7 separate regions of the Mus musculus genome follow, and regions 1, 2, 3, 4, 5 and 6 are each linked to region 7. A link is a contact called in public HiChIP or PLAC-seq and promoter capture Hi-C data. All regions are on one chromosome and are shown on one strand. The core of a region is the stretch at or near the end of the contact, and the rest is flanking DNA. Distances in the headings are between cores, read along the strand shown. Region 1 holds the start of Zfp692 (zinc finger protein 692). Region 2 holds the start of Larp1 (La ribonucleoprotein domain family, member 1). Region 3 holds the start of Igtp (interferon gamma induced GTPase). Region 4 holds the start of Mrpl22 (mitochondrial ribosomal protein L22). Region 5 holds the start of Cnot8 (CCR4-NOT transcription complex, subunit 8). Region 6 holds the start of Mprip (myosin phosphatase Rho interacting protein). Region 7 holds the start of Rnf187 (ring finger protein 187).

Region 1 (3,801 bases), core at 212-2,711, 630 kb after region 7:
ACAGTCAACGTTCTTAACTGCTGAGCCATCTCTCCATGCCCAGACATTGGGTTTTTTCTTTTTTTAAGCATTCTTTTAAAAATATTTTATTTGTCATTAGCTTTGTATATCTGTGGGTGTGTGCACATGAGTGCAGGTGCTCCTGGAGGCCAGGGATGTTGGATCTCCCTGCAGCTAGAGTTCCACACAGTGAGCCTCCTGCCATGAGCACTAGGAAGGAAAGGAATTTGGGTTCCTCTGCAAGAGCAGCACACCACCCAGCCATTGCTTCAGCCCCTGAAGAGTTTGAAGGGATCTTGTTTTTGTTTTCAACCTAGATGCACAGTTGTTTGTTGTTTTGGTTTGGTTTAGAGCCGGGACAAACACACCCAAAGGTCCCAAGGCAAAGCTCCTTTCCCACAGGCATGGCAGCAGGCTTATTTTGGGCTTGTCCTCTTCCCGAACCCAGTAGGAGCTTCTGATCCATTTCTCTTGAGACATTCAGTCTCTAGGAGGCGCCACTACCTGTTAACGTCTTTTACCTACCTGCACAGAGGACACAGCCTGAAGAAGTGTACCTGCCAGAGAGGAGCTTGGTGTCAGCTCAGAGCCAACCACCCTCAAGTCTCCGCACTCACACACTTACAGGGCCAACCCTACAGACCTCCCATTCGCTGGGGCTAGGAGGGGAGGAGCAGGCCCACCCTGCCCAAACGAGAAACCCAAGGCTGTAGGAACCGGCTTGGGGCTGTGTCTCGGTGCCCTCCTTGGTCCCTCCCGGCCCCTAACCGGTCCAACAGGAACTTGGCGAGCTGCGAGTGCAGGGAGAAGCCCAGCCGCTCCTTGAGGAGGCACCACTGTTCCATGTGGCCGCCCAGGCGGATGCGGCACTTGCTGCGGCGCGCGTCCAGCTGCCTGCGCTTCTCCCGCCGGCGGCGGGATGCGTCTGCCACCGGAGAGGCCATAGACGTGCGGGCCTACGGGAGGAACGTGCTGTCGTCGTCGGGGCTTTCGGGACAGACACAGCCCCTCGCTCCGTCTGCAATGAATGGGGAGACCATAGTGCCTCCGCAGCGCTCGCGCCTCTCGGATCCAGCCACCCCTTCTTAGAGCCAGGGAGGACACTTGGAACACGGGGGTCGCAGGCAGGGGGAAAAGACTGGAAACTTGCTCTCCTTGTCTGGAGGCGGCCAGGTCTGCGTGCAGCCGCGCCTTGGCCTTCTCCCTGCCTCCCATGCAGGGGAAGCCCACCCAGCAATGCTAGGACACCGGGCCAACCCTCGTGGGGTCTTACCTGCACGCCCCAACCCGCCTTTGCCCAAACTGCGCCTGCGCTCCCCGGACCCGCGTGCTCACTCCGAAAGCCACAGAAGGACCGGGGCCCACCGCGCGCGCCGCCGCTGTTTCTCTTTTAAGAAGAAACCGTCCCCCCTCGGCGTCAGGAGGCTACGGCCTGGACTTGCAGCGGGAAGACAGCTGTCTGCGCCTGCGCCCCGGGAGCCCCGTGCAAAGCCTGCCGGGAATTGTAGTTAGCCTTAGTCCTGAACGACTGTCTGGGATTCTGTCGTCATTGCTCCTTCTATTAGCATCTCTGCCTATCAGTTGCCACCAAGCAAACGCGAGCTGCAGCATCCGCCAGCTGAAGCCAACTAGAGTCCTTTCTGAACCGCGAGACCACCCTCCAGCTGCAACCTATAACCTGCCACCATCCACACGAGAAGTTGCCTACACTTTGTACAGACTCTGATTTCACATCGTCTACAAATGGCTCTGATGGAGTTATTTCTATCAAGAGACTGCAACGGCACTTGTCAACGGCACAAGTTTTTTATTTTCTGTTTTGCTTGAAACAAGGTCTCATGTAATTCAGGCTGGTGTCCAAACTCACCATGTAGCCAAGATAGCCTTGACTCCTGCCTCCACTTTTGAAGTACTGAGATTAAAGGCCTGCACCTCTCTATGTTGCTAAATGAAGTGACCAATTCTGTTGCCTCTCTGCCCCAGAATGGAGAAGAGTTTAGCTCTCTCCTCTTGCCACACATTCATCTCACTTTCTTCTCAACTTCACTGTCAGACTAGACTTTGTCTGCTCCTGGTTTTCTCCCGCTTGGCTGGATCCTCTTCTCTCTTAGATCCTTCTGTTACCAAAAGATGGAATGGACTAGGCTCAGGTCCCTGGCAAGCCTCTCTTTTAGGTATGCTCTTGGGGGGGGGGGGGTGATGTAATTAGATCACCCATTGATTGATGTTTCTGGCTACCCTTTTGGGATTCCAGACTCCTTTGACTGCCCAGTTGACTCTCCATGGTTAAATGGCTTAATATACTTCATGTTTATAAAGAATTTACAAGTGCCTGGCACAAGGGAGTCCACAATGAACAGCCTTAGGGCTCAAACCTCACTCCAAGTCACTTGCACTACTGACTGTTTTCTGTAGCAAATCACTACAAACTTGACAACTCAAAACAGCAGAAATTTACTCGCTTACAGTTTTGGAGGTCTGCACCAAAGTGCTGAACAGGGCTACAGGTCAAGCAAGAGCTCTAAGAGAGTTTTCTCCTTGCCTTTTTTATCTTCCAGTGGTGACCAGCGTTCTGGGACTTCTGGCCATATCACATAAGCTTCTGACTCCACACAGCCTTGCTCTAGTGCAACCCTTCCTCTTCTTTCAAACACAGTCCACTTGGGTAATCCAGAGGACCTCCCATTTCAACACCTCAAACAGTTATAACTGCAAAGTGTTGGCTACAAAAAAAAAGCAACTTTCACATATTCTAGTAGTTAGAACACGGATGTTTGGTGAAACTATGTTTCAGCATGCAGTATGATCATCATAGACTGTTGAGGCATCTCATCAGAGAAAGATGCTTGCTGAGCAAGTCTGGGGCCTCAGTTTAATCCCTAGAACCCAGCATTAGGGTGGAAGGGGGAGAATGGCCTCTAAAGTTGTCCTCTGGTCTCCACAGACACGAGGCATGGCACTGATGCTCACACACGATATGTACGCACAAAATAATTTTTATTTTTAAAGATGATCACCACATGTGGTGGCACACACTTTAATCCCAGCACCTAAGAAGCAAAGGTAGAGCCGGGCAATGGTGGCGCACGCCTTTAATCCCAGCACTCGGGAGGCAGAGGCAGGTGGATCTCCTAGTTCGAGGCCAGCCTGGTCTACAGAGTGAGTTCCAGGACAGCCAGGGCTACACAGAGAAACCCTGTCTCAAAAAAACCAAAAACCAAAAAAAAAAAAAAAAAAAAGCAGCAGCAGCAAAGGTAAATGGGTCTATCTCTATGAGCTCCACGCCAGCCTGATCTGCATATCAAGTTTGCCAGGGCTACGAGAAAGAGAGAAATGAGAATTAAAGTAAAATTAAACTTTAAAAAAACTTATCTTCATGAAAAAAAAATGGGTTTACAGTTAAGAGTGTGTCTTAGTCAGGGTTTCTATTCCTGCACAAACATGACCAAGAAGCAGTTGGGGAGGAAAGGGTTTATTCAGCTTACACTTCCACATTACTGTTCATCATCAAGTTCGTCAGGACTGGAACTCAAGCAGGTCAGAAAGCAGGAGCTGATGCAGAACCATGGAGGGATGTTCTTTACTGGTTTGCTTCCCCTGGCTTGCTCAGCTTGCTTTCTTGTAGAACCCAAGACTACCAGCCCAGAGATGGTCCCACCCACAAGAGGCCTTTCCCCTTTGATCACTAATTGAGAAAATGCCTTACAGTTGGATCTCATGGAGGCATTTCCTCAACTGAAGCTCCTTTTACTGTGATAACTCCAGGTGTGTCAAGTTGACACAAAACTAGCCAGTACAGAG
Region 2 (3,567 bases), core at 292-2,791, 930 kb after region 7:
TCATTTAAACTTCTGAGGAGCGCGGCTCGAGAGGATGATTATACCTCTGAATTTAAAGAGGGGCAGGACCAAAGAGCGTCTTAAAGTTGATTCCTCCACTCTGTGGGTGGAAAACGAGGATATGAAAGAAAATGGAGGTTTCAGTACTGCCCCTTGCATAAGAGGATTCGGGAAGGGAAGGAGAAGAAGAGGGAAACTCTGGTACTACAACACCCCCAACCCCATGTGCCCTCTTCCTTATGAAGCAACCCTAAGAGAAATCGAAAGGGCAACCAACGTGCTGGTTTCCCCCAGGGCTAGGCCTACACTTTCCAGCACTCTGGAACCTGAAAGCGGCTAGCTCCGACTTCCTCGGTGCCCAGCTTAGGTTAGGCAACCACACCTAAGCTCCATAGCAAGTTTTTGGTTTTGGTTTTTTTTTTTTTTTTCATTTTTTAAAGTTAAAAGTACCAGGACTCCGACGATCAAACTCAAGGGCCATGCTCACTATCAAACACCCAGGAGTACCCAAGCGGAGGCTGTGCCCGAGTGGTGCGCCACTAGATGCCCACGCCGATCGCGCCCGGCTAGGATTCCCGAGCCACCTCCCACCCGGACTCAGCGGGGGAGGGGAGCCCCGCGCGCAGCTCCGGCCGGCGAGCGCTGCGAACAGTCCTGGCACGGCGCATGGCGCCCAACTGTCACCCGCCCGCCCCGCACCGGCGCGGCCACTCCCTCGCCGCCACACACGCCCCTCGCGTCGCCGCGGGCCGCAACCGGCTCCCGGGCACGCAGGGGCCCGCGCTCCCCACGCTTCACCCGGCTCCCCGAAGCGCAAAGTTGCAAAGTTCAAAGCCAGGCCCAGCTCGGAGCCATGACACATGTTCTCTGAACACGCACTCTCGAGGCGCCGAGACGCATAGGGAGCACAGGGCACACGAGCGGCCCCGCCCGGCCCAGTCCGCCAAGCTAGGCCCGAGGCATGCCGTTGCCACCAACCGCTGCGGCCCCGGTAGCCCCGCTCCGAGGGAAACGCCCGCGTCACTGCGCGGGCCAGTGCCGCGCCGCGCAGACCCACCTGGAGGCGGCTGTCCGTTCACCGCGGCCGGCGGCGGCGCGTGCTTCGTCCACGGGTTCACCTTGGGCGGCGGTGCCTCCACGAAGTCACGCCGGCCGCCGTCCTCGCCGTCGCTCCCCGCTGGGGCTTCCGCAGCTGCGGGTGGCCGCGGGCTCTCGCGCTCCGCGCCGTCGCGGCCAGGCCTGGCGCAGGCGGGCCGCGGCCTGCGGACGCCGCCGTCGGGCTCTCCGCCGCCGTCACCCGGGCCCGACTCGGCCTGGGCGTCGGGCGCCGGCTTCTTCCTCGCCAGGCCGTGCTCCTCGGCCTGCAGCAGCGGGGCGCCCGCCGGCAGCAGCGGCTCCACTTGAGTGGCCATCTGCGCGGAGGGGCCGGGCGCGCCGCGGGCCCCGCTCGAGGCCGCTGGCGGGGCGCCGGAGCCCGGGCCGCGCGGACGCGGAGCGGCGCGGACGGGCTGACGCTGAGTGGCGCGCCGGGCAGAAGGCTCCGGCGCGCCTAGCCGGCCTGGCGGACCTCGGTCCGCCGCCTGCGTCCCCCCGCCCCCGGCCCGGGGCGGCTCGGGGGGCTGCAGTGGTGCGGACGGCCAGGGGGGGAGCGGCGCGGAGAGCCGAGCCAGACCACGCGATCCGCGGCGGGCGGCGGGCGGGCGCGCGCCTCGCGACGCGGCGCGCGAGGGGCGGGGACGGCGCGGCGACGGGCGCGCGCGCGCAGGGCGGAAGGTCCCGCCCCGGCCCCGCCCCCTGGAGACCATTCCTGTGGCGCGGCAAGTGGACGGGGGCGAGCACGTGCCTGATGCAACTTCGGAGGGCGGGGGTGGGGGAGGAGCCTTAAAGGGCCAGCGCCCCAGAACGGTCGCAGGTGGAGCACATGGGACCTGGCCACGCGGCCGGCCCGGCCTGCTAACGCTGGTGACAAGTGTTTCTCGGGGCTCCGCGTTGGGGTCTTTTACTATGTCAGCCCAGACTTGGCTAGTGATGCAGAGGGGTTCTTTGGCCGCCCCCTGTGCGTGGCTTCTGGCCCCACTCCGATGACCTTGGCCCAGCTGCAGCCTGGCCAGAGCACTGGTAATGGGTCCAAGGGAGTTCTTTCCCCACAGGGGCAGCGAGCGCCTCGGAAAGAGAACAGAATTCCCAGTAGTACCCACGCTATGCAGGCCCTCGAAACCCAGTGTTTTATAGGCAGGAAATGGCTTTTCTTTCAAGTCGCTTGTGTTTTTTCTATAGAATTGTTTAGGGTAGAGTTGAACTGACACTTAATTGAGGGACTCAGAAAGCTCTGAGATTTGTATCTTAACCCTGACCCCATTGCAGTTAGTTAGGGGTTATCAGCAGTAGTCAGGTCCACTTCCTGGGTCTCGATTTCTCTATTGTAAAATGAAGGAACCATTTATGCCAGGTGGTTTCAAATTTCTCTGTCATTTGGTTCAATAAATGTTTACTGACTTTATGCTCTGGGGGCCTGCAAAGTTCTTAGAAAGGTCTGCCAATAAACCAGGCTAACAAGCACCTGTCCTCCCGGAATTTACACTGTAAGGTGGGGGAAGGCACAGTAAACAGGAGAAACAAATACTTCATTACAGCGCAGTAGTCACTGTGCTGTAATGAAGTAGACAAGATTGGCTTTTTGTTTGTTTTGGGTTGTTTTTTCCGTTTGGTTTGTTTGGGTATTTTTTTGTTTTTCAAGCAGAGTTTTTGGTTGGTTGGTTGGTTGATTGGTTGGTTGGTTGGTTGGTTTGGTTTGGTTTGGTTTCTGTCTAGTTCTGGGCTCTGATTATCCTAGAACTCTCTCTTTCTGTAGACCAGGCAACCAGGCTTACTTCGGACACACAGAGACCCACCTGTCTCTGCCTCCCTAGTGCTGGGATTAGAGGGTTACAACATCATGAATTTAACTGAGATTGGCTTCTTTAATTGCTGAGAGAAGGTTTCCTTGAACTCAGATCCCAAAATACTGGAAATAAGAGACGTGTCAGGAACTGACTGGATCTAGAAATCTGAGAACCGAACAGCCTGGAAGGTTGGCGAACTCTCCAAAAGAAGGATTAGAAAACAGGTGGTCTCCTGGGTGGGGGGCATGGCTTCCTGAAAAGACTCTTAGAGACCAGACACTGGTATTGTGGACACCGGGAATACTGGGGAAAGTGTTCATAGCAATCTGGTGTTCAATTCCATCTCCAGTCTTTGCCTGCAAGCCTGGGACAGCTCTCTAGCCTTCCCTGATAGCCCCTCTCTTAGAGGAAAATTAATGCCTAAGTAGTCAATGAGAGCCAAAGTGCCCCCATTATAAGGCACAACACACTAAAGCCAGCGCTTGCTCGGAGAAGCACGGAGGAATATACGGTTTGAAGGAGATAGAGAATTTAAGCAGTATTTTTGTTATTGTTGTTGTTTTCTGAAACAGGGTTTCTCTGGGGAGCCTTTGCTGTCCTGAAACTCCTCACTCTGGCCTGGAACTCACAGAGATCTGCCTGCTTCTGCCTCAAGAGTGCTGGGGTTAAAGGCAGATCCCCTCCC
Region 3 (4,004 bases), core at 848-3,347, 740 kb after region 7:
TCTCTCTCTCCACAGCTCTCCGCTGTCTGAGTGAACGCTCTGGAGTCTCAGCTAAAATGGCTGGGCCGGTGGTCCTCGGCTTCTTTCTTCTCTCTTCAACTTTATGGAGTATGAAGGTCTATGTCTGTGGGCCTGAACTCTGTGGGTCTGCTCTAGGCCTTGCACTCTTTACTCTCCTTCAGAACCTGTTAGAAAAACGATTTTACAACAACTGATGACAGATGAGGAAAATGTATTGTCAGAAACCACAAGGAGCTCTTTCTGCCATCTCTCCGTGAGCTTGCTTGTGGTGTGCATGCCCCGGCGGGTGCTCTCAAGAACAGCTGAGAAGAGAGGCAAATGCCAGGCACTCGTCGGGCCGTGGGCCAAGGCATCGCTCAGGTCCTAACTGAGATGATGAAGCAAAGCTACATTGGCGAATTTTAAATCATTGATGATCTCAGAGCTGGGGACTACTGTGGGCCCCAAAGGCAGGCTGAACAAGTGCGGACCTGCTCCCACCTGTCAGTGTGGCTTCACCGTACTGGACCATGAAGAAGCAAGACGAAAACACACAGAGGGGGGAAATCCCGGGATTCTTTTTTTTTTTTTTTTTTTTTTTTGGTTTTTCGAGACAGGGTTTCTCTGTGTAGCCCTGGCTGTCCTCGAACTCAGAAATCCGCCTGCCTCTGCCTCCCAAGTGCTGGAATTAAAGGCGTGTGCCACCTTTTTATAGAGGTGTAAAACATAAATAAAAAGCCCCCGTGGACTGTTCAAGAAAAAAAAAAAACCAACAAAAAGAAAGACAAGGAAAGAAAAAAGAAAAGAAAGGAAGAAAGGAGAGAAGAAAGACATCTTGAATTATACAAAGCAGTTCCTGGTCACGCTTCTGGTTGATCTAAAGCTGACTACAATTCTCCATAAAGATCCAGATCTCTCTAAATACTCTGGGGAAAGGGGGGGAAAGAGATGCCTCAATGAAGAAAGCACTGGCCTCACAAGCAGGAGTTTGAACCCCTGGCATCCACATAAAAGCCAGTTTCAATACTCATGCCTAAAATACCCTAGCTGGAGAGGTGGAGGTCCAGAGGAGGATCCCAGAGGGCTTGCTGGCCAGCCAGTCAGTCTAGCCAAGAGGTTCACTGAGAGATTCTATTTCAATAAAATGAAATAAATTGGAGAGTGACTGAGGAAGACACCCTAATGTCAGCCTCTGGATTATACACACATACACACTGGCAAGCAGACACTCGGGCCCACACACAAATGCAATAGTCTCACACACACCTGCACAAAAAAGGTCACATACACAGTGGAAGTGGCAGCCCATTGGTTGCCTATGTTACTATGTTCCGTCGGGTTGCATTTTGTTATACTCTCTTCCAAAAGATTAAATTAAATGCTGGCAGATGAAGAACCAGCGTCTCCAAGGCAGATAGATAATGCCCAACAGAGTTAGACAAAAAGTTTCCTTATGAACCCAGCCTTCCAAGCCAGAGTTCTAGCCCCTGCGTGTCGCACATGGAGAACAGATGCACATTACACAATTCCAGAATGTTCCAATATTACCTGTGGGCTGTTCTGATCCTGGACTCTGGCCCCTGAGGGGTCATCGAAGTAGTGGCCAAGAGAATTTGAGTAAAATCCCACCTGTTTTCTCTTAACTAGGCTCCCTCAGAAGACCCACAAACCCAGGGATACCCAGGTAAAAAAAGAAGCACACTGCTTCTCTCTGGTGAATTGGAAGGACTTGATTCAGCCAGACACCATGCACTCCGATCCTGAAGACAGTGCAGGAGGGTGCCTGCTGCACAGGGTGCCCCAGAGGAACACCTGACCCCAGACTCCCCTGCCCTGAGCAGGTTTATAGGCCAAGCAGGAGCCCCTCACCTACCTGCTCAGAAGCCTTACAAAGCTGCAATCCAGGCTCAGGACGGTCAGGAGAGAGAGAAGTGTGGTGGGGCAGGGTCCTGTGGGGAAGAGCGATTAGAAGAGGCAGGAGCAGCTGAAGGGCAGCCTGAGCTCCTAGGTTTCCTCTCAGACCCTGCTCTATCTATGTTGGCCCAGATGTAAGTCCCCAACTTCTAGGCGTGAGCCCTGCCTGCCTCCTCCCCAAGGGGCGGGGCCTGATGCCCGAACAGCTTTCAGTTTCAGTTCCTAGAAATGGCTAGTTTTCGGGAGTTAGCACTCAGAGGCCACGTTCTTCTTCAAAGAGAGGGGTAACTGGGCCAGATTCCAGGTATAGAGGTCAGAAGTCTGCCCGTGAAGCCTGCCATTCAGACTTCGGTCAGAGCTGCCTTGTCTGACCCTGCTACCTCCTTTCCGGAGCCCCTCTTAATGATGGCACCATGTTGAGACCCAGCGAACTTGGTCCTTGGAGAACTACTCGCCCTTCATTGCTGCTCCTTGGGGCTTCTGTCGCTTCTCATTGTCTACTCGCTCCTTCCCGCCCACTCAGCTCAGGGGCAGAAATTCCACCTACTCTGCCCTGTTCCAATTCTGTCGTCTCCCCAGGATCAAAGTATGCGGCAGAATATGCCACCTTTAAGTGGTCTCCTTCTGCCCACCGGTTTCTCTTGAGTTCAGGAAAAATATTTAAAACAAAGCAAAACAAAAACCAAAAAATAAAAATAAACACTCTCCCCCCCTCCCCCTCCCCCCTCCCCCTCCCCCCTCTCCCCCTCCCCCTCTCCTTTTTTTTTTGTGTACAGTGATGCCCTGGACCACTGAGTGCCCAGGTAGAGGGGAATGGGCTAGTTTCCCTGTGTAATTGCTTAGCAGGGTAAGTGGCTGATGGGAAGTGTGTGCTCATTTGCACAGTCCATGCCCCCAGGGCTCCCCCCACCCCAGGCCATTTACTGACCTGGTCTTTCATTTTCACTCACTGTCCCTAACATCCTGACTCCCTCCCTCCCCCATCCCTCCCTTCAATAGGTGTGCATGTGCATGAGCCTCGGAGGTCGGAGCAGAGAGTTGGAACCCGTGCAACCGGAGTTACAGGACATTTCTCTGTATAGCTCTGACTGTCTTGGAACTCACTCTGTAGACCAGGCTGGCCTTGAGCTCAGAAATTCGCCTGCCTCTGCCTCCCAAGTGCTGGGATTAAAGGCGTGGCCACCTCTCCCGGCCTGGGCATCAGATCTTAATACAGATGGTTGTGAGCCACCATGTGGTTGCTGGGATTTGAATTCAGGACCTTCGGAAGAGCAGTCAGTGCTTTTACCTGCTAAGTCATCTCATTTTTAAGTGTCTCTGCCACCTGTGACTTCTCTCGCTCAGAAAATGACAGCAGGCAGCACTCTGCAAGATGCCCTTGCACAGGAGTGTTCCTGATCGATGAACTTGGTCAATAGATGATTGACAGGCTGGGGAGATGAAGTCAGTAAGGTGCTTACAGTGCACACACAGGGACCTGAGTTCAATCCTCCAGATCCCATGTCAAAAGTTAGACGTGGTGATATGTACTAGTAACTCCAGTACGGAGATAGGCTGATGGCCAGCCAGCCTAGACTATTTGGTAAGCCCCAGTTACAGTGAGAGACTTTGTGTCAATAAACAAGGTGGAGAACCTCTGAGGAAAGACAGACAAAGTTGTCCTGTAGCCTCCATATGTGTGTGCATACACAGGTGATGATTTACAAAGAAGGTATAACAGACCCCTAGGACCAGGCTGTCTCTGTCCCTGAGACCCAAAGGTGACTGCTGTGCATGCGAACTTCCCAACGATCTCTCCTGTGTGAGGAACATTCGCCACATCAGGGGACATCAGCAGGATTGCCACTATCCACCTGTATTCTTTTCTACCCTTTGCCTTTATAGCTGGCCTCTGCTTCCCGACTGTCACCAGAGCAAGAACAAGAAGCAGACTCCTGTCCCTGCTGGGCTACAGGGAGATGTCAGTTTCGTAAGAATCTAAACAAACCAGGCACTCAGGAGGCAGAGGCAGGAGGATCTCTTGAGTTCGAGGTCAGCCTGGTCTACAGATCAAGTTCCAGGACAGCTAGAGCTACACAAGGAAACCCTGT
Region 4 (3,533 bases), core at 448-2,947, 770 kb after region 7:
TTGGCACATAAGAACACAAGTACTGGTCAAGCAGGGCATGGTGGTGCATACCGTCAATCCCAGCACTTGGGAGGCAGAGGCAGGCAGGGTTTTGTGAGTTCAAAACCAGCTTGGGCTAAGTGCTGAATTCAAAACCAGCATAAGACCCGACTCAAAAGAAATTAAAAATAGATTTAAAAACTAGGGGATTACTTCTCCCTACAAACTTACCGCTGGTCTCCGAGGTTCGCCAGGCAGTTGAGGTGGGTAAACAATCTTATTCTTCTTCTCCCATTTGCGAGAAATGTCAAGAGAAGCACTCGTGTGGATGCACGACGGGGGTAAAACCCTGAAAGGAAGGAAGCCCATAAGACAACAGAAACTTGGACCTCTCTGCCGTTCTGGGAGCCACGTCACCACCACCCTTATCCAGACACTACAGAGCTGGCTCGTCTCCCATCCAGATACACCTGCAATCTCTAGGCCTTCAAACTTTCTTCTCCAGTTTGAATCACTGGTGTTTACATTTTACATAGTTAAAGCCAGCGGCACACTGTCACTTCACTGGGCCTTGGTTTTCATGTATGTAAGAAAGAGGAAAGAGGCAATGTCTCTAAGGCCTCTAACATCATTTTATATCATCACTCACAGCAGGGTGACAGAACCATAAGCTGCTCAACTCTGACTTCAATCTTTCAAAGAAGCCATTAGGATAAACTATTAAACAAGATTTTGTGAGCGTGAGGTACCTACTGTCTGCCATCCCTTAGAAACTGCCTTGCATTTCTCAAAACCTCAATACAGATTTGGCAATCAATATGGTGTCTGGTAAATTAAGTATGCCATGAATTAACAGTGACAAAGTTTCATGAATACTTACAGGTTTTATGAATACTCAGGACTGAAATGGGTTTTAAACGGAATCAAACAACTATAATTATATTATGTCAAAATATTGCTCCAAAGAAGCAATTCATTTGCAAGTACTATATATGTAATCGAAACTTCGGATGTACCCTACGGATCCATGCCAGTGCTAACTCAACTGCATAGGGACGCTTGTGTCCTAGCAGGACAGTGCATGGCCTAGGATCCCAGCCTCTGACTGGTAAGCAGAAGCCAGACTGACTTATGGCGAGACTCAAACAAACAAACAAAAGGCTTTCTCGAGAGGCTCCAGAATGTTCTGCAGAGCAAAAGGCTCAAACTCCAGTTGCTGAGAAACAACAGCGAACGAATGTACAATGTCAGGCAAGCCTCGAGTCTCCAAACAGTCCTTGCCCACGGCAAGTGAATAAAGAAATAACCAGGAATGTTTGTTGGTATAGCACACAAAGTCGAAGATTCGAATCGTGCCTACGGAATAGGGAGAGGCTGGTCAGAAAACACCGAGAGGAGCCCCCGGAGGCAACAGTCTCTATGGGGTTCTGGGTCGGGCCGCCCTCCACCTGAGGCCGAAAGTACTGCCTGGCACACAAGTGCACTGTGATCGATGCAGATCAGGCGCAGCCTGCAAGATCTTCGTGGCAGGACTCTTACCGCAGCGTCTGCGTTGCCCAGATCCTCAGGTTAGGTACCCTCAGTGCACCTGCAACGTGAATACGAGCTGTCAACTTCGATTCTCTTTATCTCCTCCTTCCCAAATTCTAAGAAAGACTCAAGCCTTACCCAACTCTCGCAGTAGTGCGGCCGCCATGCTGAGCCCTACGGAAGCCTCCGGGATCAAACGCCGGCTGACTATACGCATGCGCAGTCCGAGGCCGGCTTCCGGGACCGGAAAAGTCAGAGTGCGTTGTCATGGAGACCAGGAATGCGTCGTCCTTGTGAAAAGTCTGGTCAGAGCAGTCTTTCTTTGGAGTGAATGACCTCATAAAGACTGAAAATCAGAAAAACTGTGACCTCACCTCATAACAGCCTGAAAAGGGCAGGAGAACCTTTTAATCCTAAATATTTAAGGCCAAAGATACAAGAAAGACCACTGATCCAAATCATAATGGCCAAGTTAATTAAAGCAAGCAATTAATTAAAGCAAGCTTTTTTTATTTGCATACAGGAACTGCTTCCCCCTAAAGCAACGTTTGAGAAGGCAGCATCGGATATGAGGAAGACAAGGTTTCTATAGCTCAGGGGTTGGGTGTTTCCAAATGGATTTGCTAGGTGGAGGTTACAGGAGCAGAACTAGAACAGGAGCTGACTAATAAGTTAGTCCCATAAACAGAAACAGACTAGCAAATTGGTCATAACCACCTCCTGAAAGAAAGTTATGATCACAAGGTGGTCCTAAGAAGGTAGTCATAAAAACCTTTTTTTTTTTTTTTTTTTTTTGGTTTTTTGAGACAGGGTTTCTCTGTATAGCCCTGGCTGTCCTGGAACTCATTCTGTAGACCAGGCTAGCCTTGAACTCAGAAATCCGCCTGCCTCTGCCTCCCGAGTGCTGGGATTAAAGGTGTGGGCCACCATGACCGGCCATAAAAACCTTTTGAAACAAAGGTAGGATTAACAAGATGGTTTTGAAACAAAGACACAGTTGCCATTTTCTGGAACCCACAGAACCATGTATAGTTAAGATTACAGGTGTGGCATAGCCCAATCAGTGAGAAATGGAGGTTTAATCATAAACAGGAATGAATCTAGTTTGCCTCTACTATAAGATACCTTTTGGGCTGGTGAGATGGCTCAGTGGGTAAGAGCACCCGACTGCTCTTCTGAAGGTTCGAAGTTCAAATCCCAGCAACCACATGGTGGCTTACAACCACCCATGATGAGATCTGACTCCCTCTTCTGGTGTGTCTGAAGACAGCTACAGTGTACTTACATATAATAAATAAATAAATCTTTAAAAAAAAAAAAGATACCTTTTAAGCCTAAAATGGAGGCAGGCTGGTTCATCAAACTCTGTCTTCAGTGGGCCTCAGGGTTCTTGTTAAAAATGACTGTAACATCAGCATGTGGGAGACTGGTGTTAAAGAACCACCATGTTACACAAGCCGGGCTCTGTCTCAGAGAAAAGGAGCCTGGCGTAGCACCACATGATGTAATCCCAGCGTATGAGAGGCTGAAGCAGGAAGATCTCCACCAGTTTGTCGCCCTGGGCTGCAAATTCCAGGCCAATCAGAACTACACAGTGAGACTCTATCTCAAAGGAAAAGAAGAAAGAGGAAGGAAAGATCACTCTAACACAAATTTGTGAACATTACTGAGAAAACTCTTTCAGAAACCAAATTGCCTGGCATGGTGGCCCACACCTTTAATCCTAGCACTCAGGAAGGCAGAAGCAGGTAGATCTCTGTGAATTCAACACAGTCTGGTCTACAGAGCAAGTGCCAGGCTAGTCAGAGCTATATAGTGAGATCCTGTCTAAAAAAAAAAAAAAAAAAAAAAAAAAGCCAACGGGATGGGGTGTTATCGAGATGGTCCAGCTGACAAGCTGAAGTCAGTCAGTCTCTAGGCCCCATATCATGGAAAGAGAGCACCAACTCCTTGACCTCTGACCTCCATACACACACATTGTGAAATATGAGCACACACACACACACTAAATAAATAATAAAGAC
Region 5 (3,487 bases), core at 569-3,068, 830 kb after region 7:
TCTCTGTGTAGCCCTGGCTGTCCTGGAACTCACTCTGTAGACCAGGCTGGCCTCGAACTCAGAAACCCGCCTGCCTCTGCCTCCTGAGTGCTGGGATTAAAGGTGTGCGCCCTTGAGACAGGTTTTTCTATGTAGCCCAGGCTGTGCACACCAAACTGGCCTTGGACTCAGAGATCTAACTGCTTCAACCTCCAAGTGCTGGGATTAGAGGCGTGCAGCACCATCGCCAGCTGAGACCCTGTTTTTAGAAGGAAAGAAAGCAAACTAAACTGACCAGGGAGGCAGCTTGGAGGTATGCAACCAGTACTTGCTGCCAAGCTGAGAACAACTTAAGTTTTGAGCCCCAGACTCACTTGATAGAAGAAAAGAACATAAACCCCAAATATGACTTCCACATGGACAACTTGGCACTTGTGTACACACAATAAATAATAACAATAACAATAATAATAGCTTAAAGAAGAATGGGGCTGGAGTGATGGCTTAGCAGTTGAGAGCACTTGCTGCTCTTCCAGAAGACCAGAGTTTGGTTTCCAGCACCCATGTGAATTGGCTCACAAATGCCTGTAACTCCAGCCCCTGAGAATGTTGACGCCTTTTCGGCCTATTTTTTCCACCAACACACTCGTGATATTAATTATAAATTCATACATTAATAAACATTAAACCCTAAAAAAATTATCCTTCAAAATTCTTCAGGAAGGTTCGGAGGTTGAGGCTGCGTTCTCCCTTAAAGATTTATTTTTATGAGTGTGAGGGGGAGAGGGTTGAGTGTATCAACAGCTGTGCGATCTCTCCCTTAAAGGAAAATTTTGATCCCATGCAATGTTTGCCTCACAGGCTGGCTTTAAAACTCGATCCCCAAACCAAGCTACATTTGAAACTACAAAGGGAAAGAAAGGGGTTCTCACACACACACACACACACACACACACACTGCCCTGTGTTCTCACACACACAGACACAAAAACACTGACACACACACACACACACCCTAGGCTGCCAAGCAATCTGTTGTGACCGCTCCTGATTATCCAAACTTGGGAGCAGGGTGTCTGTGCACCCAGGTGGGCTCTGAAGAGCGAGGAGTGCGAACGCACGAAACCACGCTCTCCCTGCTAGCCGTGCAGAACTCAGTTCCACTGAGTGTCTCCTGCTCGTCGTCGGCTTTTGTTTGCGCCAGAGCGTCTGGGAGACAATCAGCTTCACTTCCCTGTTCCAGAAGACTAAACAAAAGGCTTTAGCAGTGCAAGACGGGCGCAGGAGGAAGCAGCGGCCCGTTAGAAGAAATGGCAACAGGTCCCCTCTGGAGCGTTCCAGGCCACAGCCCTGGACTTAGACGGCACCCCATCCAGCTTGCTGGCTCCGCGACGGCGGCCCTGCCACGCAAAGCTGCAGCACCCCAAGAGCCAAGCAGAGCGGCCTCTTGCCTCCCCCACCATTCCTTAGGCCTCCAGGCTGGACTCCGGGGACCGAGAGCCCCGTAGCCTCTGTGCCTCAGTGTTCCCGTGTGTAGGATGGGTCGCCACGGAGGCACTTCCGCCTCCTGCTCCTACCGTAAGCAACCTAACCTGCTTACCCTGGCTGGCGGCCCCGCCGAGTGCGGGCGGCAGCGGCCCTTGACCCCGAGCTCTCCTCCCTCTTGCCCCGGATCCGCTCCAGAAACCCAGCTCGACAGGGAGACGTGAGTCCTGGCGCCCAGAGCGGCCGACGATGGGCACCAAACCAAGAGGTTGCACCACTCTACCCGTCCGCCCTCCCGACTCGCCTACTCTCCGCGTCACTCCAGGCGTGCGCGGTCCCGCCGGTCTCGGCTCCGTCCCCCCGTGCGCGCTCAGATACCTACGCCCCGCCTCCCTGCGCAGGCGCAGAGCGAGAAAGTTGGGTTTGGCGGAGGGCGCGTGCGTAAAACGAGGTTTGCCCTGAGGCCTCAAACGGCGTCTAGCAGTGTAAACTTGGTCCCCGCCTAGGTTCTGGAGTATCATGAGTCGCGCCTCGGGAAAGGACGGGATCTAGAACTGGCCCCACTTCCTAACATCAGAGCATATTACGACTGTTGGTTGTAGGTGATGATGCAGGGCACATGGGGTGTCCTGACCCTCGATTACTGCAACCTGAACCCCTCATTCACTGACCATCTATTCACAGAACCCCTTCTGGATGACCATTAGGTAGGGGTGGGAGAGCGCCACCAAACCGAGTCATGAATGAGGTCAGCTGAGCACTGCCTCCCAGAACCTGGACGGCCTAAGCAGCGCTGCTCCGGGGCCTGTGCTGTCCGCTGTGTCCCTGGTATCACTGTGGGTCAGTGCAGAGAGAGAGGGGCCAGTCAGGGAGAGTAGGGGGTTCGCTGGTAGCGAGGCCATGCTGGGATGTATCGCCACCTCGTGCTTTCCCACGGGGCAAGAAGACTAAGACCTCCGAAGAGCGCCTCCCCTCCCCTGGTGCTTCCTCTCCTAGGGGCCGTAGGTAAGCATACAGCAGGTGTCCCCCTTCTGACATCCCGTCTCCCAGTCACTTTGCCCTTTTCATTTTAAACTTTTATTCCAGAAGAAATCCCCAAAATAGGACTTACTGACTAAATGAGAGCTAGCCTTTCAAACTGTGAAATCGCACAGCCAGCTTCTGGGGTAACGATGTCAGGGACAGTTTCTGAAGCCCAGCCTTTGTTGTTTCTCTCCAGGATCTGTAAATAGAGACACAAGACTGTGATGAGGATGAAACCCTAGACCAAGCCACAACCGTCACCACAAAGAACCAGGCCTGGGCAGTCAGTAACTGTAGCTGCGGTGGATTCCCTGCAACAATGTTGATGGGACTAGCTGCAGGGCTGGCCTCTTTTGAGGTGTTCGGGTTGTCTAGGCTAGGTAGACACTGCCTTCCCTCAGTCTGTTCAGTGCATGTCCTTGCTCTGTTCTGTGATTCGATTCAGGAGAGGGTGGACCTAGCATGTGCTAGTCATGTGAGGAGCAGCCGTTGAGTCCTTCAGGAGAGGGTGGACCTAGCATGTGCTAGTCATGTGAGAAGCATGGAATTTGGGGGGAGGGGGGGTTCTTGCCACCAATAGGCCTGGTGTGCTCTGAAAGAGTTGAACAGGAAACACCTGGCTTCCCCCCCACACACACCCTTCACCTAGAGCTTCTCACAGACACTAATTGTATTTCTGGAGGGACTGGAGGGGAGTGTCTACACTTTAAACAATGGCTTTCAAACTGCAAACAAGAGAAACTAAAGTTTGAACACATTTCTTCAACTGGAAAAGCATAGTTTTGAAAATACAGAGAAGCATGGTTATAACATGGATCTTTTTAAGAGCTGAATGGTGCCTCTCCATGGGCAGCCTGGATTCCTAAATATTTGGTTTTGGATGCTGGGACAAGGGACTGAGGTGCGTATTTTACACGCCAAAGCAGACCTGGCCACCAGGTTCTCCCAGCATCCCTCAGTCCCTACCTGGCATACCCTGCCTCCAACCCTGAACTTTCCA
Region 6 (3,837 bases), core at 715-3,214, 720 kb before region 7:
GGAAAGCTCAATAAAACATATTTCTTGTTTTTCATATCACCACTACCAGTTTACTGATACGGAAATTAAAACAGAGGTAAAGGCCTCATTCAAGGTCAGACCTCAGAAAGTCACAAGCAGTAACCGCATATCCCATATACTGCTTCCCTGAACAGGATCCAAATGAGAAGAGGAAATCACATTTCTCTCTCTTCAAGAGTCCTACCCTTCCCAAATAGACAGGTCTCTAAGGCCCTTGGCATTCTCACAAATCAATGACTGAGACTTGGAGAGTCTGGTTAAGCTTCCTGATTGCTTCCTGGCTATTGGAAATCTGACCTCAGAGAAAGAGGCCATAACCCCTGCCCTACTACTCCACTCTAGTTTGCCCCATAAAACAAGTCAAACCTTGCTTGCCTGCCTGCTTGCCCATAAAGGCTTTAAAAACAGCCAAACCAGGGCACTTCAAAGCAATGTTTTCAGTCTAAACAGCTCTTTCCAAAAGGAGTGGCTACAACTAGGTGGCACTGGCTGGACCGTGTGGGGAACTCCACTGAAGTCAGCAAGCAGGGGGCAAAGGAAGTGGGCGAGGGGAAAGGGGAGCAGGATATATAGTGCTTTCCCAAAGTGCTGCAAACAAGGCCAGGAATCCTCAACACCAGAAACGGGAGAGCAACCAGTTCCCAAGGGCCAGTTGCCCAAATTGGAGACCTTGTACCAACACAAATTCCCAATCTCCTACACTGCTCCGGGGTTGGAGGTCTTTGGCAATCTAGGACAATGTTTTCCATGACTGTGACTTGGAGGTCTGGAACTCTGTTTTCCATGACTGTGACTTTGACACGGGTTAGGAAGAGCGTCTAACCTGGTCCAAAATCCTGACTAACAAATTAAGGGCAGACAGAGGGGGAAACCAACTTTCCCCAGAATGTACAGGTCTTCTTGGTCTCCTGGGCCAGAAAGCAAAACCAAGAAGGGAAGCCCCTACCCCTCGACAAAAGCTATTCCTACCTTCAGTTCAAGAGCAAGACCCACCCATCTGAAGAGAAACACCTCATCTCTCTTCAGACCCTGACGGTGACAGTGACTTAGAAGGAGAGCAGGCTCTATTCCACAAGATGGAAACTGGTGACCCACGCAAACATGCCAATTCCTGGGACAGTTTGGTGGCCAAGTCTGCGTCCAGTCCCAAGACAAGTCGCGAGGGGGGCGAGGGGGGGGGTAGTACTGACAAGTGGCAAGCAAGCCCCACTTTGTTCCTATCCAGGGAAACCAGACATTTTTTTGAGTCACCCAACAAGCATGAATCACACGGCAGAGCTATGGGAACGGGAAAGGATGTTATTTTTCGGCATTCTTGAGGATTTTCCCTTTGTCCCAGCTCTATCGATACTCTTCCCGCCCCCATTCCAACCCCATCCCCCAACTCTCACGCATTTTTTTTCCCTGCTCCATTTTTATTCTCTCTTGGCCTTCGCAGGCTCTGCGCTCCCCGGCACGACTCGCAGGCAGGACTCTCAGCTCCGCACCCGCGGCAGCTCACCTGCGTCAGGTCCTCGTCGTTGAGCAGATGCGACTCGCGGGGCTTGAAGCAGTTCTGACACTTGCTCTTGTTGAAGATGTTGGCCTGAAATTTCCTGCACGGGTTTTCCTTGGCCGCCGACATGTCGGCTAGGCGGCCGCGGAGCGGGCCGCCACGGCCCAGCGCTCTCCCGGGGGTCGGGGACTCAGCGCGGCCGCCGCCGCATTTTGCGCTGGCCGCCGCAGGCCCGGAAAGGCCTCCCCTCTCGCGCCGCGCCCCGCCTGCTCGCCGCGGCCTCAGAGCGCGCGCGCCGCCTCGCGCCCCGCCCCGCCGCCCGGCCGCTGTGGGCCCATGGACGGACGCGGCCTCCGGCCGCTGGCTCCACCGCGGCCGCCCCCAAGGCGCCGGCCGGCAAGTCCAGCCGTCGCGCTCACCCGGCGCCCGCCGCCACCGCGAACGAACCGAGCTGGGCGCCGCGCGCACTCGGGGAGGGGCGGGGTGGGGCGGGGCACCGCAACCGGCAGCCCCGCGAGCCAATGGCACCCGCACGCTCCTGCTAACAAAGAAACCCGTCGACCAATGGATGACGGGGGCGGGACCGGGAGCAGCGGGCGCAAGGTAACTTGTCCAGGCTGGGAAGGTGGAGGCGCTGGGATGGAACTTTCAGGTTTGGTGGACTGGCGCCGCCGCCCGCGGCCTGACAGCTGCGGCGTTGGGCTGGGCTGCTCCCGGAAGGACGCCGGAGATCTCCGCGGTCTCCCTGCGGGCCCCTGTCTTTCTCGTAGTCTCTTCGCTGCGGCCTTCTGCCTCGTCTAGCCTGCGCCCCTACTGTGTGCTAGGTCTGTGGTCGACCCAGATGCCACCATAAAGACTAGAAATTGTTTCAAGTGCTTCCCGTGTTTTAGATCATTAAAGTTCCATAACCTTCCCGTGACCATTCCGGTTTTACGTAAGGAAACTGAGGCGCGCGGAGCAGTTAAGTAATAAGACGTAGTGTTTCCGAGGTGACTAGAAGATGTCAGCAGCCGTGAGGAGTTGTCAATTCTATTATGGGAGCCCAATTCTGCTAGAGTTACGTACGCACTCTTACCTCCGTTTTGTGCTTGAGGAGACAAAAGCTCAGACACTGCGAATAGCTTGTGCAAGGTCACTCTGCAAGAAGGGCCTGAACTATATACTACAGGCCACTCTTGTCCAGACTCCCAGGCAAAAGGCCACTTGGAAAGGAAACGACAGAGGAGTCCAGAATGGGCGGAGGGGAGGGGGATGGAGGGGGACAACCCCTGCTCCTTAGGAGGCAAATTGTTCCCAGCAGCAGTGAAATGGATCTAAGCAGAGAGCATGCAGAACTGTTCCCAAGGTATGCAGGTGTAAGTGTGGGGAGGAGGAACAAGAAAGGAGTATGTGGTCCCAGAACTCTGAAAGTAGATCTAGGAGGGTGGAGAGTTTAAGGCCAGTCTGGACCGTAATGAGACCTTTATAAGGAGGCTAAGGAGGAGAGGAAAGGGAAAGAGTGAGGGAGGCAAGACAGAAAGGAGGAATCACTTTGACCTGAGATTCCAGGCTCAGCTGGCTGGCAGTTCCAGAAGTCAGCCTGTGTTTTTTAACAGGCTGAACTAACTCATTCTTCACAATGGAGGTGATATTGGAGCAGGTGGTGGCACTGAGAGCAGCTGCGCTCAGGTCACAAGGAGGCTTTAGGAGAGAAATGCCTTCAGAGTTGCGTACTTTTCCACTGGTCATCTGGTGACTACCCCGGGGAGGTGCATTTCCATTTTGAGAAAGAAATGCTCTCCTGCACAAGGAATCAGGAATGAAGGAGCCCAGATCAAAGTGTGCCTGCAGCCTGAGGGGAAAGCCCAGCTCTGATCCAGCTGTGGGCAGGTCTTTTGCCCTCACTGGCACCTCACTGACCACATGGACAAAACTGACATGAATGTAAGGTGTTGCAAGCATTAGGTGATAATCATCTTTGCAAAATACTTCACATAATGTGGCCAATTGTTAATTGGTGAATTTTGGGAAAGGGTGTTTACTGGACTATCCTTGCGACCTTGTTGATTTAAATTTTTTTCCAGAATAAAGACGGGGAAGGGGTAAAGGGAGACTGACGGTTCTTGTCTGCACCGAATACTCGGAAAGTGATACCAGTGGTGGCCTCTGGGGAGAAGAACTGGGTTATTGGGAGGTGACCTACTTTTAAATTTTCAATATAAAACCTTTTTGTTCCTTTCGGGTTTTGTTTTATGAGCATGTACAAGCTGTTTAAAAGAAAGACTTAGAGCCAGCAAGATTGCAAGGCGCGTAAAGGCCTTTGGTACCACACCTGATGAGTT
Region 7 (3,729 bases), core at 103-2,602:
CACAGACACAGACACACAGACACACACTTTTATTTATTTATTTATTTATTTATTTATTTATTTATTTATTTATTTTTGAGACAGGGTCTTACTATATAGCTTTGATTGGCCTGAAACTCACTGTGTAGACAAACTGGCCTGGAACTCACTGAGAACTGCCAGCTCTAATTCCTAAGTGCTGTGATTAAAAGCATGTATCATTATACCCAGCTAAAACATCATAATATTTACATGCATCTTTCTATGTAATATTTTTTTCCTAGATGACTTATGATACTTAACAGGATGTGAATACTGTGCAAATCTTCATTCTATTGTCTAGGAAATAATGACCAGAAAAGGGCTGTATAGCTTTAGTACAGATGTGGCTGCTGCCATAGTGTTTGGAGCATATAAATGGCAACATCACTGTCTTAGTTAGGGTTTCATTACTGTGAAGAGACACCATGACCAGTGTAACTCTTATAAAGAACATTTAACTGGGGCTGGCTTACATGTTTAGAGGTTCAGTCCATTATCAAGGCAGGAAGCATGACAGCATCCAGGCAGACAAGGCTCTGGAGAAGGAACTGAGAGTTCTACATCCTGATCCAAGGCAGTCAAAAGACTGTTTCCCGCAGCTAAGAGTGAGGTCTCAAAGCCCACGGCCACAGTGACACACTTCCTCTAACAAGACCACACCTCCTAATAGTGCCACTCCCTGGGCCAAGCATATTCAAACCACCACAGTCACATTTACAGTTATATCCGCAATCTCAGTCTGAAGAGTCACACATTGCAGATAGCTGACTACAGCTGTATTAACACAATATTCTTTAGAGTGCTTTCCTGCAAAACGTGCTGCTGTTCTGTGTGCACAGTGAGACTCCCTGACTTCATTTTATGTCGCTATCTTAATTTGGTCATACTCCTGGTTGACTACACAGGCATCTGCCTACCTAGCCAGTTTTATCCTGCTTCAGGGCTGAAGGTATAGCGATAAGTCACCCTGGAAAAGCCTTTCCTGACAGACCACCTCCCAAATTATCTGTGGGAGATGGGCAATTATTCATGATGTTGGGGCAGTACCCTGCAGGATGAGTAATCTTATAGGACACAGGGAGTATCTTTGTAAGGATCTGGGTTTGGAGCCCGCGACTGACACCATCAGGACAAAGGTCGTGAGCTGCTACGGGAACCAGTGTGGAAGAGAGCTCAGCTGCTCAATCATGGGCAGGGCGATGAGCGAATACCAGAACCTGAAATGAGAGCGCACAGCTGCAAGGACCTGGATGGAGGAATGCGCAGCTGCCAGGACCTGGACGTCAGAGCGCACGGCAGCCAGGACCCCGCCCCGCGCGCGCGCGTGCCCGGCGTTGGCGCAGTCTGGGTCTGAGTCGTAGGCTGAGGCTCGTCGGCCTTGATCTCCGGCCGGTCCTCGGCCCTTCTGCGCCCTCTCCGCCCGCGCCCTCGTCGGCGCCGCCGCCCGCAGCCCTGGCGCTCCCCGCGGGCCCAGCTGATGCCATCTGCGCCCTGTGTCAGCGCGCGCCCCGCGAACCGGTGCGCGCCGACTGCGGCCACCGTTTCTGCCGGGCGTGCGTGGTGCGCTTCTGGGCCGAGGAGGACGGGCCCTTCCCGTGCCCGGAGTGTGCCGATGACTGCTGGCAGCGCGCCGTAGAGCCCAGCCGCCCTCCGCTCAGCCGCCGCCTCCTGGCTCTCGAGGAGGCGGCCGCGGCGCCGGCGCGCGATGGCCCTGCCAGCGAGGCCGCGCTGCAGCTGCTCTGTCGCGCCGACGGGGATCCGCTGTGCTCCGCCTGCCGCATGGCCGCTGGCCCGGAGCCGCCGGAGTGGGAACCGCGCTGGAGGAAGGCCCTGCGCGGCAAGGTGCGCGAGGGGCCCCTGCACACTGTCCACCTTTGTGGCTTACCTGGAGTCAGGCATTCGATCAGTGTGCTGACCTCCTCTTCCCTCTCCCGCATCCCATGGGTGCCCAGCACCCTCCCTTCCCCGGGGACCCTGCCATGCTAGGGGCTCTTGGATCCTGGAGTCCGTGATTCTGCCTTCCTTCATCTCTATTATCTGTCTCCCGGACCCTGCTATGTCCCTCGAGCTATTATCTCTAGCGCATGCTCCTCCGTCCCCCTTTCATCCCAGGTCTCTGGCCTAGCTGTGCCTTATCTCTATACAACCTTAAGACTTCTATTTTTCTCGAATTCCCCTCAAGTCCCGATCCCATTCCTCAAGGCCTCTTGCTCCTATCCCGGTGTGATTTCATCGGTGCAAGCCCCGCCCATCCACTTGCTTATGGAGACCTGAGAGTGGTCTTTGGTCTACCAGTTACCATTTGCAGCCCTCTGAGGGGCTGTCGGTCCACCTCATTCAGGAACCTTCTCTGCTATACTCTCTTGGTCATTGCACGTAGCACCTGCCACCGGGCAGAAACCGACTATTAGACTCTGTGTGAAGATGGGTTGCAGGGATCTAGATAGAGTATCATCCCTGACCCAGAGAGAGATGTCTGAATAGCCAGGTAGGAAAGCCGTGGTCTCCGCCCGACAGGAGAGAAAATCGTAGCTTAGCGTGTTTGAGGGTGCTGTTATCCTTATGTTCTGCAATGATGCACCATGAGCCTCTGGAATAAGTTGTGAAGAACACTTTTGAGGTGGAGGCCTGTGGTTACATCCAGGTCCCAAACTGAGGTAGATACACTCTGTCAGAACATACTGCTGGGGTTGTCCTATGGTTTGTCGTCCCCTTACTAAGACAGCAATCTCCACAAAGACCAAGCAGGACACAGAGAAGTCAGGAAAGTCACTGTCTTAAATCAAGCTGACACTAAAGGGGACCTACCTAAAATCCTGGAATCACACAGCTGACCTTGAATTGCCTGCTGTACACCTAGTTCTGAAGAGGTAGAAGCACAGGAGACCCTTTTACGAAACAACCACTTTCCAGCAGAGACCGGACGAGTAGTTCCAGTCGCCAGACTGCTGATCGGGGTGTTCAAATCCTTCTTCCCAGGCTCTAACCAGCTTCTCTCTCCCAGGAGAACAAGGGCTCTGTGGAAATCATGAGGAAGGACTTAAATGATGCCCGGGACCTGCATGGTCAGGCAGAATCAGCGGCTGCTGTGTGGAAGGTAAGTGGGCTCTCCTGGATATGGGGAGCTAGCAGGGCAACCAAGCTGAGCTGCTGGAGTTTGGCTGGCTGGACTTGGTGAGTTGAGTGTCCGTAGGGCTCCTCTCTTCGGTGTGCTTTATATAAGGATGATTTGTGAGCTTCAGGTTCCTTTTCTACACAGGACACTTTCTAGTACTCTTGATTCTGACCAACCCCAGCTGTTACCAGTAGAACATTCTGTTTTCTGGCTGCCACACAATACCACACACATGATTGCCCTGGAGGCTGGAAGTCCAACAGGCAAGCCATGGCAAGTCCAAGTTGGGGCTAGCTTCCGGTGGCCTTTCTCACTGTGTTGGCACATGGAGAGTGGGGAGGGGGCTCTTTGGGAGTCCCTTTTACTAGAGCACTGATCCCATGTCTCTTTGGTGGGACTAACCACATCCCAAAGGCCCACCACTTAACACCATTGCCTGGAGGTTTCAGCACAGAGATTTGGGGACACAAGATTTGGTACTTAGCTAGCCTTCACCTGATACCACCCATGGCATTAAACACCAAGATGACATTATGTTACAGTTTGTTTGTTTGTTTGTTTTGTTTTTAGGTTACTTGTCAACAAAACCACAC

The links. Promoter capture Hi-C pulls out the DNA fragments that hold promoters and counts their contacts. HiChIP or PLAC-seq counts read pairs in DNA pulled down with a chosen protein or histone mark.
Region 1: a promoter capture Hi-C map of the HPC-7 cell line shows a contact between it and region 7. The contact joins the promoter of Zfp692 here to the promoter of Rnf187 in region 7. A contact is called at or near these places in 14 of 39 promoter capture datasets (the 3T3-L1 cell line, the C10 cell line, the HPC-7 cell line and 9 more), 4 of 484 Hi-C or Micro-C datasets (B cells, the N1E-115 cell line, cortical neurons and 1 more), 12 of 115 datasets of contacts at active chromatin or transcription factors (the SCID.adh cell line, bone marrow-derived macrophages, embryonic forebrain and 8 more) and 1 of 9 other capture datasets (adipose tissue).
Region 2: a FOXA1 HiChIP or PLAC-seq map of pancreatic cancer cells shows a contact between it and region 7. The contact joins the promoter of Larp1 here to the promoter of Rnf187 in region 7. A contact is called at or near these places in 1 of 39 promoter capture datasets (cranial neural crest), 1 of 484 Hi-C or Micro-C datasets (cortical neurons) and 2 of 115 datasets of contacts at active chromatin or transcription factors (memory CD8 T cells and pancreatic cancer cells).
Region 3: a promoter capture Hi-C map of hematopoietic stem and progenitor cells shows a contact between it and region 7. The contact joins the promoter of Igtp here to the promoter of Rnf187 in region 7. A contact is called at or near these places in 5 of 39 promoter capture datasets (the C10 cell line, erythroid cells, hematopoietic stem and progenitor cells and 2 more), 1 of 484 Hi-C or Micro-C datasets (the Ba/F3 cell line) and 3 of 115 datasets of contacts at active chromatin or transcription factors (embryonic stem cells, memory CD8 T cells and microglia).
Region 4: a contact with region 7 is called in an HNF4G HiChIP or PLAC-seq map of pancreatic cancer cells. The contact joins the promoter of Mrpl22 here to the promoter of Rnf187 in region 7. A contact is called at or near these places in 7 of 39 promoter capture datasets (the C10 cell line, the HPC-7 cell line, cranial neural crest and 4 more), 2 of 484 Hi-C or Micro-C datasets (B cells and cortical neurons), 9 of 115 datasets of contacts at active chromatin or transcription factors (SST interneurons, VIP interneurons, bone marrow-derived macrophages and 6 more) and 1 of 9 other capture datasets (embryonic stem cells).
Region 5: a contact with region 7 is called in an H3K4me3 HiChIP or PLAC-seq map of the SCID.adh cell line, with 8 read pairs. The contact joins the promoter of Cnot8 here to the promoter of Rnf187 in region 7. A contact is called at or near these places in 4 of 115 datasets of contacts at active chromatin or transcription factors (the SCID.adh cell line, bone marrow-derived macrophages, memory CD8 T cells and 1 more).
Region 6: a contact with region 7 is called in a FOXA1 HiChIP or PLAC-seq map of pancreatic cancer cells. The contact joins the promoter of Mprip here to the promoter of Rnf187 in region 7. A contact is called at or near these places in 1 of 39 promoter capture datasets (pre-B cells) and 2 of 115 datasets of contacts at active chromatin or transcription factors (bone marrow-derived macrophages and pancreatic cancer cells).

What each region holds. Positions count from the first base shown.
Region 1 is chr11:58,304,729-58,308,529 of GRCm38.p6, reverse strand. Zfp692 (zinc finger protein 692) reads right to left here and starts at 1,461. Exons shown (of 12, transcript NM_182996.3): 1 at 1,274-1,461; 2 at 769-1,018; 3 at 526-557. The coding sequence starts at 944.
Region 2 is chr11:58,007,038-58,010,604 of GRCm38.p6, reverse strand. Larp1 (La ribonucleoprotein domain family, member 1) reads right to left here and starts at 1,541. Exons shown (of 19, transcript NM_028451.1): 1 at 1,058-1,541. The coding sequence starts at 1,412.
Region 3 is chr11:58,197,649-58,201,652 of GRCm38.p6, reverse strand. It overlaps Igtp (interferon gamma induced GTPase), which reads right to left and starts at 2,097. Exons shown (of 3, transcript NM_018738.4): 1 at 1,874-2,097; 2 at 1-185.
Region 4 is chr11:58,169,828-58,173,360 of GRCm38.p6, reverse strand. Mrpl22 (mitochondrial ribosomal protein L22) reads right to left here and starts at 1,697. Exons shown (of 7, transcript NM_175001.5): 1 at 1,648-1,697; 2 at 1,519-1,567; 3 at 211-328. The coding sequence starts at 1,675.
Region 5 is chr11:58,102,301-58,105,787 of GRCm38.p6, reverse strand. Cnot8 (CCR4-NOT transcription complex, subunit 8) reads right to left here and starts at 1,818. Exons shown (of 7, transcript NM_026949.5): 1 at 1,580-1,818.
Region 6 is chr11:59,660,634-59,664,470 of GRCm38.p6, reverse strand. It overlaps Mprip (myosin phosphatase Rho interacting protein), which reads right to left and starts at 1,964. Exons shown (of 24, transcript NM_001368931.1): 1 at 1,523-1,964. The coding sequence starts at 1,645.
Region 7 is chr11:58,936,529-58,940,257 of GRCm38.p6, reverse strand. Rnf187 (ring finger protein 187) reads left to right here and starts at 1,352. Exons shown (of 4, transcript NM_022423.2): 1 at 1,352-1,863; 2 at 3,026-3,118. The coding sequence starts at 1,474.